Linked DNA regions of Mus musculus: region 1 is linked to region 2. A link is a contact called in public promoter capture Hi-C data. All regions are on one chromosome and are shown on one strand. Each heading gives the region's core, a stretch centred on a gene start, on an enhancer-like site or on the middle of the called end of the contact. The rest is flanking DNA. Distances are from core to core; before and after follow the strand shown.

Region 1 (7,145 bases), core at 4,262-6,761, 470 kb after region 2:
AGATCTTAAAGAACGGAATAAATTTTATGCTGTTTCAAGAAAACACTTGAAGATGTTCCTGCTCTTCTAATATGCTTAGGAGACTCTCTGGGATATAGAAAAGAAGTTTTGCTGAGAAAGGTAAATCAAGAATAACTCACAAATCAGTCACCTTATAGAGCACACCTATAATCCTACACCTGGGAGATAATGGCACACACCTTTAATCTCAGCACCCAGGAGGCAGAGATACTCGCTACAAAGTGAGTTCTAGGACAGCAAAGGCTGTCTTATATAAAGAGATCCTGTCTCAAAAAACCAAAAAGAAAACATTAAATTAAAATAAAAATAAAAGAAATCTTAATATGAGAGAGAGAAGAGAGAAGAGAGGAGAGAGGAGAGAGGAGAGAGGAGAGAGGAGAGAGGAGAGAGGAGAGAGGAGGGAGAGGAGAGAGGAGAGAGGAGAGAGAGAGAGAGAGAGAGAGAGAGAGAGAGAGAACATTCCTAGAACAAAAAAACATAGCACTAAGTCCTCTGTGGGTTTTTTGTTGTTTTGATTTTTTAAATCAAGGGCAGTTTCTGGGATGCAGACAATGCTTTAAAGCTGACCAATCGGCATAGGCACCATTTCAGTGTCCCTGTAGGCCAGCTGGGTTATCTTAAGCAAGTTACTTCACCTCTCTGGACTGCCTGCCTCTTTGAGAACAGAGGCATCAGGACATGAAGACCCATTCATGCCTCCCCTGTCTATATTTTCTCAGGAGAAAAGAAACCTCATTTTTAATTGTTTAAACATTGACTTCTATTTCCCCCATCAAAATTATTCTGACCAATGTTTATTTTGGAAACATATGTTTATAGCTCTAAACAACACTTTAAAGAAAGATGTTCGAGAGTCTGCTTGTGTTCCATGTACCACTGAATGGAGAAAGTCAGGAGCCGGTAGAGACCCCTGAGTGTCCACAGAGGGAGATGAAGTGGATTACCCTATGCCAAGAGACCATAAGCTGCATATATGACCTGGCAGTCTCCAGTCAATGCTTTATGGACTTCACCCTTAATAACATTAGTTGTTAATTACATGTATCTTTCTGTTTTTCACCACACGTTCAGAACCTGTTGGGGGTTCTACATGACTGAACAACGGATTTATAACTGCCCCTACCATGAAGTAATGAGACTTGGGGGTTCTGCATGGATGAACAACAGATTTATAACTGCCTCTATTATCTTAGTCAGGGTTTCTATTCCTGCACAAACATCATGACCAAGAAGCAAGTTGGGGAGGAAAGGGTTTATTCAGCTTACACTTCCACATTGCTGTTCATCACGAAAGGATATCAGGACTGGAACTCACACAGGTCAGGAAGCAGGAGCTGATACAGAAGCCATGGAGGGATGTTTCTTACTGGCTTGCTTTCTCTGGTTTGCTCAGTTTGCTTTCTTATAGAACCCACGACTACTAGCCCAGGGATGGTGCCACCCACAATGGACCCTCCCCCCTTGATCACTAATTGAAAAAATGCCTTACAGCTGGACCACCATGATGGGCTTTCAGGAATTATTGTTGTTAAGTAGAAATATGGAACACAAAGCAGTAAAGTGGCTTTCACAGAAAATACTTCATAATGCCTTGGCTTCTGAAAAGAGCAGCAGCAGCCAGTAACTCTAGAAACTACAAATGGTGGCTCTGGCTCAGATGTTGGAAGACAGGGCTTCAGAGCAATACTGACAATTACAGCTTATTAAAAACAAAAACAAGATTATTGACCCAAATACAAAGAAAATTTGTAGAGGGATGAGGCGAAACTGAGTTGTCAGGTTGTCTAGAGTGTTTTTTGGAAGACGATGGGCTAATTACAAGGTTGTGGTGAGTGACTTTAAACAATTTGATTGTGGGGATAATTTTAACAGTTAGGAGTTACAATTAAAGGGTGTGAACTTTCTTAATTAACAAAACCGAGGGCCTCGGCCACAAGTCCCCACATTAGGGATCTGGCTACTCTTCACTGCCTCAAAATGACCTCATCCTTCCTTCTTATTCCCATTAGCCCATGTGTCTGTGTGTGTGCCTCTGTATGAGTGTGTGCATGTGCCTCTGTATGTGAGTGTATGTGCATGTGCATCTGTGTGTGAGTGTGTGTGTGCAGGTCAGAGAAAAACTTGGGGAGTAGCCTCTTCACTACTAAGTGTGTCCTGTACTACTCAAGTAGTCAGTCTTGGTGACAAATGCCTTATTATCGCACTGAGCCATTTTTCTTGCCCTGTGCCATGTAATTCTTAATACCTGTCTGATGAACCTATCAGAACAGAAACTGTACTGTGTGTGTCCGTTGATGTAATGCAGAATAACCTGGAATTTGTTATGCAGGATAACCCCAAACTCCTGATCACCCTGTCTACGTTGTCCAAGAGCTGGGATTACACCTAAGCAACACCACGCCTCATTTATGCAGTGCTAGGGATTAATCCCAGGTGAGAGCTCTGACAACTGAGCTAAATTCCCCTGCTCTAAAAACAAAGAAAGTGTTAAGTATCATAGTTATCCTAGAGAAGTTTGTAATATTTATAACCAACGTGAAACAAAACATTATCTGTGAGCAAAGGTGAACTCTGAAGAGAGCCTGTGGGTGACATGAAGCCCTGACTGTCTCCTGTGACTCACCCTAGGGAAATCTATGGGGTGTGGCAGAGGGCTGTGGGATTCCACCTCCTGCTAGTAACACATTCCAGACAACAGCCAGGGTCCTTACTTGAATTTGTGTCCCTTATAGCTTTGGGAGAACAATGGCAGCCAGACATGGGCTCTGGTACCCAGTGGCTCTTGAAAGCAATCAACATGGTGCTTTAGGAGGTTTTCATTCTAATCCACTCCCTCCTGGCCATGAGGAGCTGGTGGGAACACCAAGTATGCCTCTTCCAATCTCTCGTTTTCCTTTGCTCTTCATCTCTACAGCCAGCGACACCACGATCATCCCTGCTCTGTTAACTCACTAACTGGCCCAGCTCTGGTACAAATAACTCCGAGGCCTCACCAGTTCCTTGGAGCCGAGTTCAGGAAAACTAGGGCACTCCTCAGGCGACCTGTTACGTGACCTCATGGAGCCCTGCAGCTGAGGTCACAGAAAGGAAAGTGAGTTGGTTAAATTCCTGTTATTTGCACAACTCAGCTAGCTCAGAGCTTCCTGGAAGACAGGACTCGAGTGGAACTCCTGGGAACTAAATGACAACCTCCGTGTCTGGGGGAGTAAAATGTGTGATATGTGAGGTGAAGTTCTTTGAAAACCCACATCTGTGCTGCAAATCCTGCAGACTGACAGGCTGTTGTGAATGTCCTAATTGTGATAAGTTGGAATGTTGCAGATTGAGAGTTAAAATTATCGTGGACAATCTTTTAGTCTCCTTAAAGCCATTTTCCACCCACCTCTATATCTGACCTAACATCTTAGTGTCAGGTAAAAACTCTTTGATTATATTAACTTAGGTGATCATTAGTTTCTATGAACCCAACAGCCATCATATATGTCATCTATGAACCCAACAGCCATCATATATGTCATCAGCTAGCATATGAGACCTTGCCCAGGGACTTCAACCCTGTCTGTAACCAACCTACTAAATGTTCCCACCAATATATGTAGTAAATGCCTTGATTTATAATTTTATTTTGTTCTATGACTATGAAAATTCATGTAACCACTTCAAGAATCCATGTTCCCACTGGTCTAAGAATAAACTCTACTTCTCCCGAGGAGTAGACAGACAGCAGCCAGTTCAGAGCAGACTGCAGGTCTTGTCTTCAACGATTACTGGACTTAGACCATATTCCCACTGAAGAAGTTTTTGACTATTGCCATAGAAAGTCAGAAACACCTCAAAACATTCCCTAGAGTGTCACCTGCCTCCAAGAATGCTGGTACACCCTCCCCACTCCTCTCATGCACACATGCATTCCTTTCCTATTTTTCTGCTCTTAAAATGTTTTTAAGACAAAATTTCATATATCCCAGGCCTGTAAAGAACTCACAATGAGGCTGAGACTGACCTTGAATTCCCAGCTCTCCTGCCTCCACTCCAGAATGCTAGGATCACAAGTATGAGCCACCATGCCCAGTTTATAAAGTGCTGGGAATTGAACCCAGGGCTTTGTACTTGCTAGGCAGACACTCTACAACCGGGACTACATACTTTGTCCCTTAAATGGATTGAAAACTCACTCCTAAGAAAGTGGTGGCCCACATCTGTAATGAATTCCAGGAGTATGGAGTGGGAGCATGAAACTCAGTAGTTTTAAGGCCAGCTTGGGAGACACCGGGAGACCCAGAAAAACAGAAACCAAACCCTAGCTAGCAACAACAAAATATATACCACAGTGTGTCTGTGTGTGTAGTTTAAAAGGAGGTCTTAAGTCTTCCTGTTTACTATGCAGTTATATATCACCTAATGTTGGAAAAAGAAACCAGGAAGTTTTCCTGCGGCTTACGCCCAAGTCTAACCACACCGTTTTAATTTTATTCTTTAATTTATGCTAATTTATCTACCTGTCCAACACAAACAAACACCCCCTTAGTTGTTGATATTACAGACCCCAACTATGACTTGGACCGTACTATTTTTTAAAACATAAAAACCTGTGCGAGTCTGAGAAAGAGCCTCACATCAAGTTCTTACTTGAAGAAAGCTAGTTTTATTCGCGGTATTCTACTCCTAGGGCCCACAAATCCTATTCTTTCCTGGAGCGATCTCCGAGATCAGAGCAGCCTCTACTCCCAATCCAAACTACTCGAAATTCACAGGCTCCACGGAATTACACTCCAACCTTCCACCAGGGAAGAGGTGGGGCACCTGTGGGGTCTCTGCAGCTAGATGCCCGCTGCTGCCTGGTGACTGTCCGCTTGAAGCTGTCCTTAGGCCTCAGGATGAGCGGGCGCGCACGCACGGACAGCTAAAATGGTACCTCAGCGGGAAGTCAAACCACCCTCTTCTTGCACTCACTTCTCTGGCCCAGGTGTGGAGTGGGCCCGAAGAAGAAAGCTCTCCCACGTCCCAATCGAGTATCCCTAAGAGTCTCAGCAAAGTACCCATGGCACAATGTGCTGCCTGGAGAACGTCCTCCTAAGGCTTGTTCCGCGCGCTTATTTGTTCCTAGGCCAGGGAAGCTCACCCAGGTCCAGGACTCTCCCACGTGCCTGAGCGCTGGGGCGAGTCGTCCCGGGGACCTCGCCCCACCATCTAGGACTGTGCTACCAGGTCCGGATCGTGTAACCCCTGAACACGCGCCACCTCCAGGCACCTCCCTGGCCGGCCACAGGTTGCTCTTACCTGTCCCGCGCAGCAGGCGTGCTGTGCCCAGCAGCAGGGCCCCCAGCAGTGCGACTGAGAACCCGCAGGCCGAGTGGGCCATGACTCGGGGGGCGCCTCGGTCTCCCTAGGGCACGACTGTGGCCTGTGTCTGCGAGTGGCCTCGGTGGCGCCTAGGCACCGAAACGCAGCTGCGCCCCGCCCTGCCCCGCCGCTCACCTGCGCGCAGGACCCCGCCCCGCCCGCTCAGCAAGAGCGAGGGTGACCCACGCTTCCTCTGTGGCCTCCTCCTCTTCCTGCCTCAGCTCAGGTACTACCCTCCCTTGCCCGGTGGCCTTGAGGCAAATTTGTCCCCGCCTTCCCGGGCTTCAGTTCCTTTCTCAAAGTCCAAAAGACTTTGTTGCCAGCCAGCTCCTTCTCCTTCCGCTGTTCAGGTGTGCTGGTTGAGGTTCCTGTTGGTCACTGATCCCCAACCTTTTGGCTTTCTCTGTTGCTGGACAGGGGCCTAGGCCTGCTCCAGCTTCTCCCCTGCAGTGTCCAGAGTTCACCAGCTCTTCCCAGTGTCAGACAAGATAAGCTTTCCTATTTGGGCAACGAGCCCAAAGATGCCAAAGCAGGGCAAAGTTAGGACAGATGTGAAGGCACGGGGTGGGTTCTGCCAAGTTGCTGGGTTGTTCTTTATTGAAGTAAGGGTTTCACAGATGCTGGACGAGGGTGCTAGAACGAGACACTTCAGAAACCCTGCGTTGATTGTGGGAAGAGTAGATTGAATGGGTGCATGAGACTGGAAAGGCTCAAGAGAAGAAACCCAAGCAGGTGCACAAGGCCCTTAGCTGGGTTGTGAGTAGGGGAGTGGGCACAGTGCTACTGAGTTGGGCAGTGGGTGTGAGCGTGAAGGATTCTGATCAGAAGCTGGTCTGTCCTGCAGCCAATCTCTTCTCAGATATAGCTAGGTTACCTAGTTCTGGTTTAAGAGGTCTTGTGGAGTCTTCTATCCTCTAGGCCAGAGGTTCTCAACCTTTCTAATAATGCAACCCTTTAATACAGTTCCTCATGTTGTGATGACCCCCCTACCATGAAATTATTCATTGATACTTCATAACTATAATTTTGCTTATATTATGAATCTTAATGTACATATCTTTGTTTTCTGATGGTTTTAGGCAATCCCTGTGCAAATGTTATTTGACCTCCAAAGAGGTTGCAACCCACAGGTTGAAAACCACTGCTCTAGGCCATCCCATGTCCTGAATCACAGGCAGTGATGGTAGATGGTCTGGGACCTCGTGGATGGCAAGCCAGATTTCAGCCCAAAGGATTCAGTGGCCCTATGCATTTACTGTGCCCATGGCCAAGGTCACTCAGACCTTTCCAGGAATCTATGACAGAAACAGAAGCCCATGCCCCAGTATCAGTCAGAGTGTGGCCCCAATTTCTCTTTAGCTTCTGGAAAATCTGAGCTAATACTCAACGGAGATGAAAAGTCACTTCTCCAGAGCTTCATCCCTTTCTTCTCAGTTTCCAAAGAAGAAAGAAGCAAACACTCTCCAGTTCTGAGCAGCCTGAGGCAAGACCTTAACACAGCTCCATCTACAGAAGGGCCTATAAACTGGAGGTTGGGGAGATGGGGTCTCAGACTTCCGGCTCTAAGTGCACTTACCTCACTGGCAATTCTTGGATTGCTGCTGAACTAATAGAAAGAATTCTTTTTATTATTAGGGTTTTTTTTTTCCAGTTTTGTTTTGAGTCAGTGTCTCTCAATGAAGCTCTAGCTGGCTGGGAACTCACTTTGTAGACCAGGCTGGTCTCAACTCAACAGAGATTTGCTTGTCTACCTTCTAAATGCTAGGCTTAAAGGTGTACAC
Region 2 (6,648 bases), core at 2,539-5,038:
CCATAGAAAGCCCTTGGCTGAGTGACTGTCCAGGTAGCAGTAAGCATCAGTCGGTTTTAACAGACTTGCAAGCTGCTTGGTCAGCACTTCCTGCTTACTCAGGTGAAATTTATCCTCCTCAGGATTTCTGTTCAGTTTGAAACTAGATTAATGAAAGATTTATCAGTTTAACAGCAGAAACCAAGGTCTCAGCAGACTCCTCAGTTCTCTTTATGTGTAAAACTCAGGCTTCAAACCTCACTTTTCTAGAGCTGCCTCTACTAGGTCTAGACACAGTCTCTCTTATTAGCAGACTCAGGAAGCCAGTTTCAAAGTAACTCTTTACTGTTCCTCTATCTAAAGGAACTCGCTTTACTGAGACTGCTCCCAATAATCAACCACCCAGGTCTCATGGTGAATAATTAGATAGGAAAAGATATCAAGTTTATGTAAGTTCTGAGGATACAGAAGCTTACGTTGTCAGGATCTAAGAAAGTGTTTTAGGGTCTAAAAAGGTGTTGTAAGGTTAGTAAACACAAGTTATAAAGGTTAGAAGACATAAAAGCTTAAATGGTGATAAAAATTATTTAAGGTATATTTTAAAAAGTGAAAAATGCTTCACATTTTTTTCTCCTCACTATGCTACTCTACTTCCTATATGCTACTCTGCCTCCTATATGCTACTCTGCCTCCTATATGCTACTCCGCCTCCTATATGCTACTGTTGTAGAAAGATTTCAAAAATTCAAAGTTTTAACATTAATCCATAGAGTTCTGATAAACTATTTAATATAGCTCTGGTACAGTACTGCTCATATTATCATAGTTACAAGCTCAAGATTTTAAATTTCCTTTGGTTATCTTTTAAGTACGGGCTTAAAATTACTTCTCATTGTTCTAAATTTATATACATGCAGTCTTCTGGATAGAGGAAAGAAGCCCCCTTTTCATGGTTTGCAGTGATACTAAAAATCAAGATGAAGCAAAGATCCCCAAATGGCATAAACAACCCACTTCTCCCTTACTCTGATGGCAGTCTCTTCTTTTGCCTGGCTTGCCCCTATTATGGGACAGATTGTTGTCATTTGTTTGGGTTTTTTTTTTCTTCTAGCCCCTTGCCTTCTCCTTTTCCTCCAGGAATGGATTCTTGAAGTCTCTAGGATAGCAGTTAACCAAAGGCTCCTACACTAATACCTGCCTTTGAACCCCAGCCTATCAACTCCTGACTCCCCCTTCCCACGTGGTCCCACCCTACCAGGAAGTAACCAAATCTGAACCAGTGCCCCTACACCTAATGAAAAGGGACCTAGAAAACCTGTCACTTGTTGGGTGATATTAGTCTGTTGGGTCACAGATTTGTCTGGCCTCTGTGGGCACCAGGAACACACATGTCTTTTAGTCAGTGAAGAGACACCATAACCACGGCAACTCTTATAATGGAAAGCATTGAATTGGAGTTGGTTTACAGTTTCAGAGATTTAATCTGTTGTTATCATGGCAGGGAACACGGCAGCATCCAGGTAGAAAAAGTTCTGGAGAAAGAGCTAAGAGTCCTACATCTAAGTCTGCAGACAGTAGGAAAAAAGAGAGACTCTGGGTTTGGTATGGTCTTTTGAAACCTCAAAGCCCATCCTCAGTGACATACTTCCTCCAACAAGGCCACACCTACTTCAACAACACCACGCCCCCTAATCCTTCTCAAGTGGTGCTACTCTCTGATAACTAAGCATTCAAATATATGAACCTATGAAGGCCATTCTTATTCAAACCACTACGTGGTACCGAAACAGACAGACAGACAAAAACATCAATACACTTAAAATAACAATAAGTAATAATAATAATAATAATAATAATAATAATAATAATAAATGATGTGTTAATGGCCAAAGGGAACTTCTTACCCCTCCAGGGTAATGACCAGGGTAACAGAAAGCTTTTCTACAAGGTTGATTGTCAAAGAGGGGTGACTTGAAGTTTGCCAGGCACACAAACAGGAATCATTTTAAGAACTAGTGCATAGATAGGCTGGAGCCTATAGATGTGGATATGTGTTAAGAAGTCTATTTTTCTTATCAGGTACACTTTTTAACTACAAGTTCAGTAAGAAGAACAAATACAGTCATGGATCAGGAGTATTAAAATGGTTATGAAACAATTTAAGTGTAAATGAAAATTAATTTTTTTGCAATAGGATGGGAAATCGATTAAACTATTAGAAAGAACTTGCATGTGTTATTTTGAGTTCCTGTTGCTTATCACTTTTATATCTGTTTGAAAGGGAAAACAAAAAAGAAACTAAAAGCTCCCATTAGCTCCCAGTGATGGCTCAGGCCTGCAGTTCCAGCACTCGGAAGTCAGGCAGGAGAATCGTCCAAGTTCAAAGCCAACCTAAGCTACACAGTAAGTTCCAGGGCCGTCTCAAAACAACAACAAAGCAAAATTAGCAATGATTAGAAGTTACCTGTAATGGTAACATTGTTCTGTAATGGTGAACATTGTTTAGAGGAAATATTTACTGTGCTAGGCTTGTAAAACCAAATTGTTTTTAACTTGTATAAGCAATGAGGAAGTTGCTCCTACCTTAAATGTACCCTGTGAGCTGACCTGAAAATGGACTACTTCCTGGTACGGTTGGGCTCTTCTTAAAAGAAAAAAAAATGCTGATTGTTGCAAAATGCTTTACTCTCTCAGCTATTCTACAAGGTAATGGGTCACAAGATTGAACAGGCTAAACTGCTAAGGCCCAGTTTTGTATCAAATGCTTGCTTGTTTGGATTATCTGAGACACCTTTGAGATGCCTGTTAGAAAAGCAAGCCTTGCCTGAACCCAGATAGGATATGAGTTGATTTAGTTCCCAAAACTACTAGTTTATGGTTTTTGCCTTTATAACCCTTAGATTAACAATAACTGGGGCCTTGCCTAGGGAACTCTAGTCCTGGCCAGTCTCTTTTTAATAAAAATCCTCTAACTTACTAAAACTAAAACCTGAATCAGACTGGTGAATCTCTGAATGACCACCAGACCCACAACCTTTTCCACAAAAGAACACTTTCCTTTTACAAGGTCAGTACTGATTAAATATTCACAAATGGACACAGTAGACAGGATCCAAAATAACACACAAGGAGGATAAACTCCATTCCAATCTTTAAGCAAAGGAGGTTTGTGAAGGGTCAAGATGGGGCATATACCAGGATCCTCTTTCAATGGAGAGGCATGGCCTGGCAAGCTGGTCAAACTTGACTGGACTAACACAAGGATGGAGACATCAATAAAATTAGAAGCATGGTGTTGTAGGTCAAAGTCTAAGGGCCAGAGCCGCAGTAACGGGAAAGGGGGAGAAGTAACGAAGGCTGAAAATAGAACCAAGCAGATTTGATAAATCAACATGCAAGGAATCCAGAAGAACATCTAGAAACCTCTGTCCGCCAACACCGGAGAAGCAACCTTTTACAGAAATAAATGGTATTTTGCATGTCAGCAGCTGGGGTATCTCTGAGCTATCTGGATAATGTGACAGCCATATTGAGAAGTAAGCGACAGTGGACTCGCAGGAGTGTTGGAGGCAGTTAGAAGCCACTTGTAGACAACCATTGTCACAGTGCTGAAACAGGCACCTCCAGAAGTCCAGGTCTGGAGAAGGGTGAGGAACCCAAGGAGGCACCACCACAAACCTGTGCGGTGAGGCTCTGGCCGGGGTGAGACCCTGTCACCTCCGGGTGCAGCCAGGGCTCTTCGAGGGAGCAAGTGGACGGGCGGACCACGTGGCCCTCAGCCAGTTGCCCCCAGCCGAGCCCAGCCCACCGACTTCCGCTTCCTGTAGTGTCGGGTACAGGGTCGGAAGCGAGGCCAGGCCGGGCCAGGGTGGGCAGTAGCCTGTGTCCTGCAGGGGGAGCAGCGGCTCTAGGCCGTCTAGGCTTCCCAGAGAGGCTGAGTGGGCGGCTGTGGGCGGATGCGGCCGCCAGCGACGCCCCCAGACCCGACCAAGGAGCCAGGGTGCAAAGGCACCACCCGAGGCCTGAGGAAGCGAGGCCTTCCGCTGACGCCAGAGCCAGGCGAGGGGGGAGGCTGCAGCCTGGAGGCCAGGGGGTGCGAGGAGGAGAGCAGGCAGAAGCAGAGGATGGTGACCCAGGCTTCTGGGAGAGAAGAGACAGAAGGTGACAAGTTGGGTGAGACATCCGCGTCCTGGAAGGTAGCAAGCAGAGGAGGGTCGGTGAACAGGGGGCCTAGAGCAGTGAAGGAGGCAGAACCCTCTCTCATCCCAGAAGACGCAGTAAGGAAGCTGGTGGTCACCCCGACCCCGAAGCCTTTTTTTCCTCAGCTGCCTCTGTCTTTGCTCTACTACTAACCTTTAGTTGTATTTGTGTGGTATTTACCAGTGCACTTGGTGAGGAGAGGTGAGATGGGAAGGATTAAAAAAATTAAATAAGTGTATGCCCATTTAGGAGCTCAATCATTATAATTACTGTCGAGGGAATTAATAATACTAGTGGTTTGTTTTAACTAGAGTAAATGATGCTATCTATAAAGGTTTTTCTGCTGTTTTAGAATTTATAGAGGTTTATTTCTAGTTCTTAATTAGATCTTAAAGCTGGCCAAGGCGATTCACACCCATAATCTACCAGGTGGGAGGCTGAAGCAGGAGAATCTCAAGTTCGAGGTCAGCCTGTGTTATGCAATGGACCCTGTTTAAAAATTTTTAATACTTAATATGAAAATCAGTTTGTATGTCTAAATAGCTCATCAGGAAAATACAAATGGATGGCTTCACAGATTTTTCTGTTAACTGATATTGCTTCTTTCTGCCCAGTGTAAAAATGTCTTCTGGTGTGTTTTCTTGTTTTGATCAGCCAAAGAGAATGGAAAAATTACTGAGGCCCCAAGTGATGATCCACAGCCAGGGACTGACCTGGTAAGAAAGACATCAATAACCAGTTCGGAGTCTTTGCAAACAGTGGAGTGCAGTGAATTTCAAAATATGGCTTTCTTACAGTCTTTGGATAAGGAAGAATTGGGAGAAGGTATTAAAAGAAGAATGCGAATTAAAAAATGTAAAAGTTTAGAAAATCCACCTCTTGAAATAACTAAAAATGAGGCAACACAAAATATTAAAGTTGAATTCCAAGATGAACTGTTCAAGAATACCCCAAAACATTCTTGTAACAGCTTATCACCTGGAGTAGAAAAAAATTGCAGCTTTGAATTGCATGATTACAGTTTTCTCCATTCTGAAGGTTGTAATAATGAAAACAACTTTGAGGATAAACCTCATGATGTATGTCTACACACTGAAGAGAACTCTTTGAAGTTAAAGAAAGAAAACCTTAGGAATCTTGCAGAGAAAGATGACACAAGAACTACTACTAAGCTTTTAAAAACTGAAAAAAGTGTAATAGCCAGTAAGTTACTGCTTGAAGAAAGTCATTTATACCAAAATAAAAACAATGGCTTGACTTCTTGCCTTCAAAGTGAAAAAAACAAATATTCAGTAGAGGAGAACAACACTGGGAGAAAACACAGGAAAAAAATGAAGTCTGGAAAAGAAGAAAAAAATATTAATCTTACTTTGTCTAATGTATGTAACAATTCTGTGTTGGTGTTACAAGAAAACCAAATGGGTATGGAAGGGAAAGAAGCAGAGACCTTAGAACCTAAAAAAAGTTTTCTAAAAGCTTTAAGAAAAATAAACCATAATACACTCCCTCCGGTGGACCATTTGTGTCTCCCCAAAACAGTGGGGAAAACAAGTTCTAGGCATCACATAAATGCTATGCTTCAGAAAACCCTCGAATCAAGTTTGAAAGAGGATATAAAAAATACTTCAGAGTCCTTAGGATGCAAACGTATAGAGCCAGAAAAATATAATAAATCGATGATAAGCTCTACAGTGAAATCACCTAGTGACGGCCATCATATGGAAAAGAGATCTCCACGGGGAGATCTGAGAAGTGAAACTGAAGAGTCAAAGGTTAGCTGTTGCAGAACAATACCAATGACTGGTAAAAGAGTTTGGCCTTTTTATTCTTGTGCTAGAATATCTGCCCAGTGTTGGAAAAAGACTTCCTTGTCAGATTTAAATTACTCACTTCTGGGGCCACTGGAAAATGTTAGGCAACATGATTCTATAATACACCAAATGAACCAGACTCACTTACCTGACTCTAAACTGTTACAACCATCCTTAACAGAAAGAACTACTGAGTCCTCAAGAAAAGAAATGTATGATTCTGATTTAAGTTGTTTGTCTTCAGTTTCTTCAGTAGAATCTACTGTGATGGATATAAAGGAAGCTATGTCCCATGATAAAAAGACAAAGTTAGAGGAACCCAGCAGAAATGGGGCAGAGGTAGTTTCTAATGCAACTGAAGACACCCAGTTAAGTAATATAACTCAAAGCTTAACAGGAAATAAGAAAAGGAAAGGGAATTTATCAAAACTTAATTTAACAGTTGCATCCCAAGAGAGCCAGGAAACAAATAACTGTGCAAATAAAACTGTTCATCGAAAAGTTTGTATTACTAAGCAAACACTTGTGGCACCGGACTTGGTTAAAATATTAAACACGGGACGGCTGACTAATTTTAAAATCCCTTTACTAAAGAACAAGACAGGAAAAAGAGGAGCAGTAAGTGCCAGGTCATCTGAGAGAGAAGCTTATAGCCCCC

The links. Promoter capture Hi-C pulls out the DNA fragments that hold promoters and counts their contacts.
Region 1: a contact with region 2 is called in a promoter capture Hi-C map of embryonic stem cells, with 2.2 times the contacts expected there. The contact joins the promoter of Cdcp1 here to the promoter of Topaz1 in region 2. A contact is called at or near these places in 5 of 39 promoter capture datasets (the C10 cell line, the HPC-7 cell line, embryonic stem cells and 1 more), 1 of 115 datasets of contacts at active chromatin or transcription factors (embryonic stem cells) and 1 of 9 other capture datasets (liver).

What each region holds. Positions count from the first base shown.
Region 1 is chr9:123,210,527-123,217,671 of GRCm38.p6, forward strand. Cdcp1 (CUB domain containing protein 1) reads right to left here and starts at 5,512. Exons shown (of 9, transcript NM_133974.3): 1 at 5,302-5,512. The coding sequence starts at 5,383.
Region 2 is chr9:122,743,411-122,750,058 of GRCm38.p6, forward strand. It overlaps Topaz1 (testis and ovary specific PAZ domain containing 1), which reads left to right and starts at 3,789. Exons shown (of 20, transcript NM_001199736.2): 1 at 3,789-4,152; 2 at 4,834-6,648. The coding sequence starts at 3,936.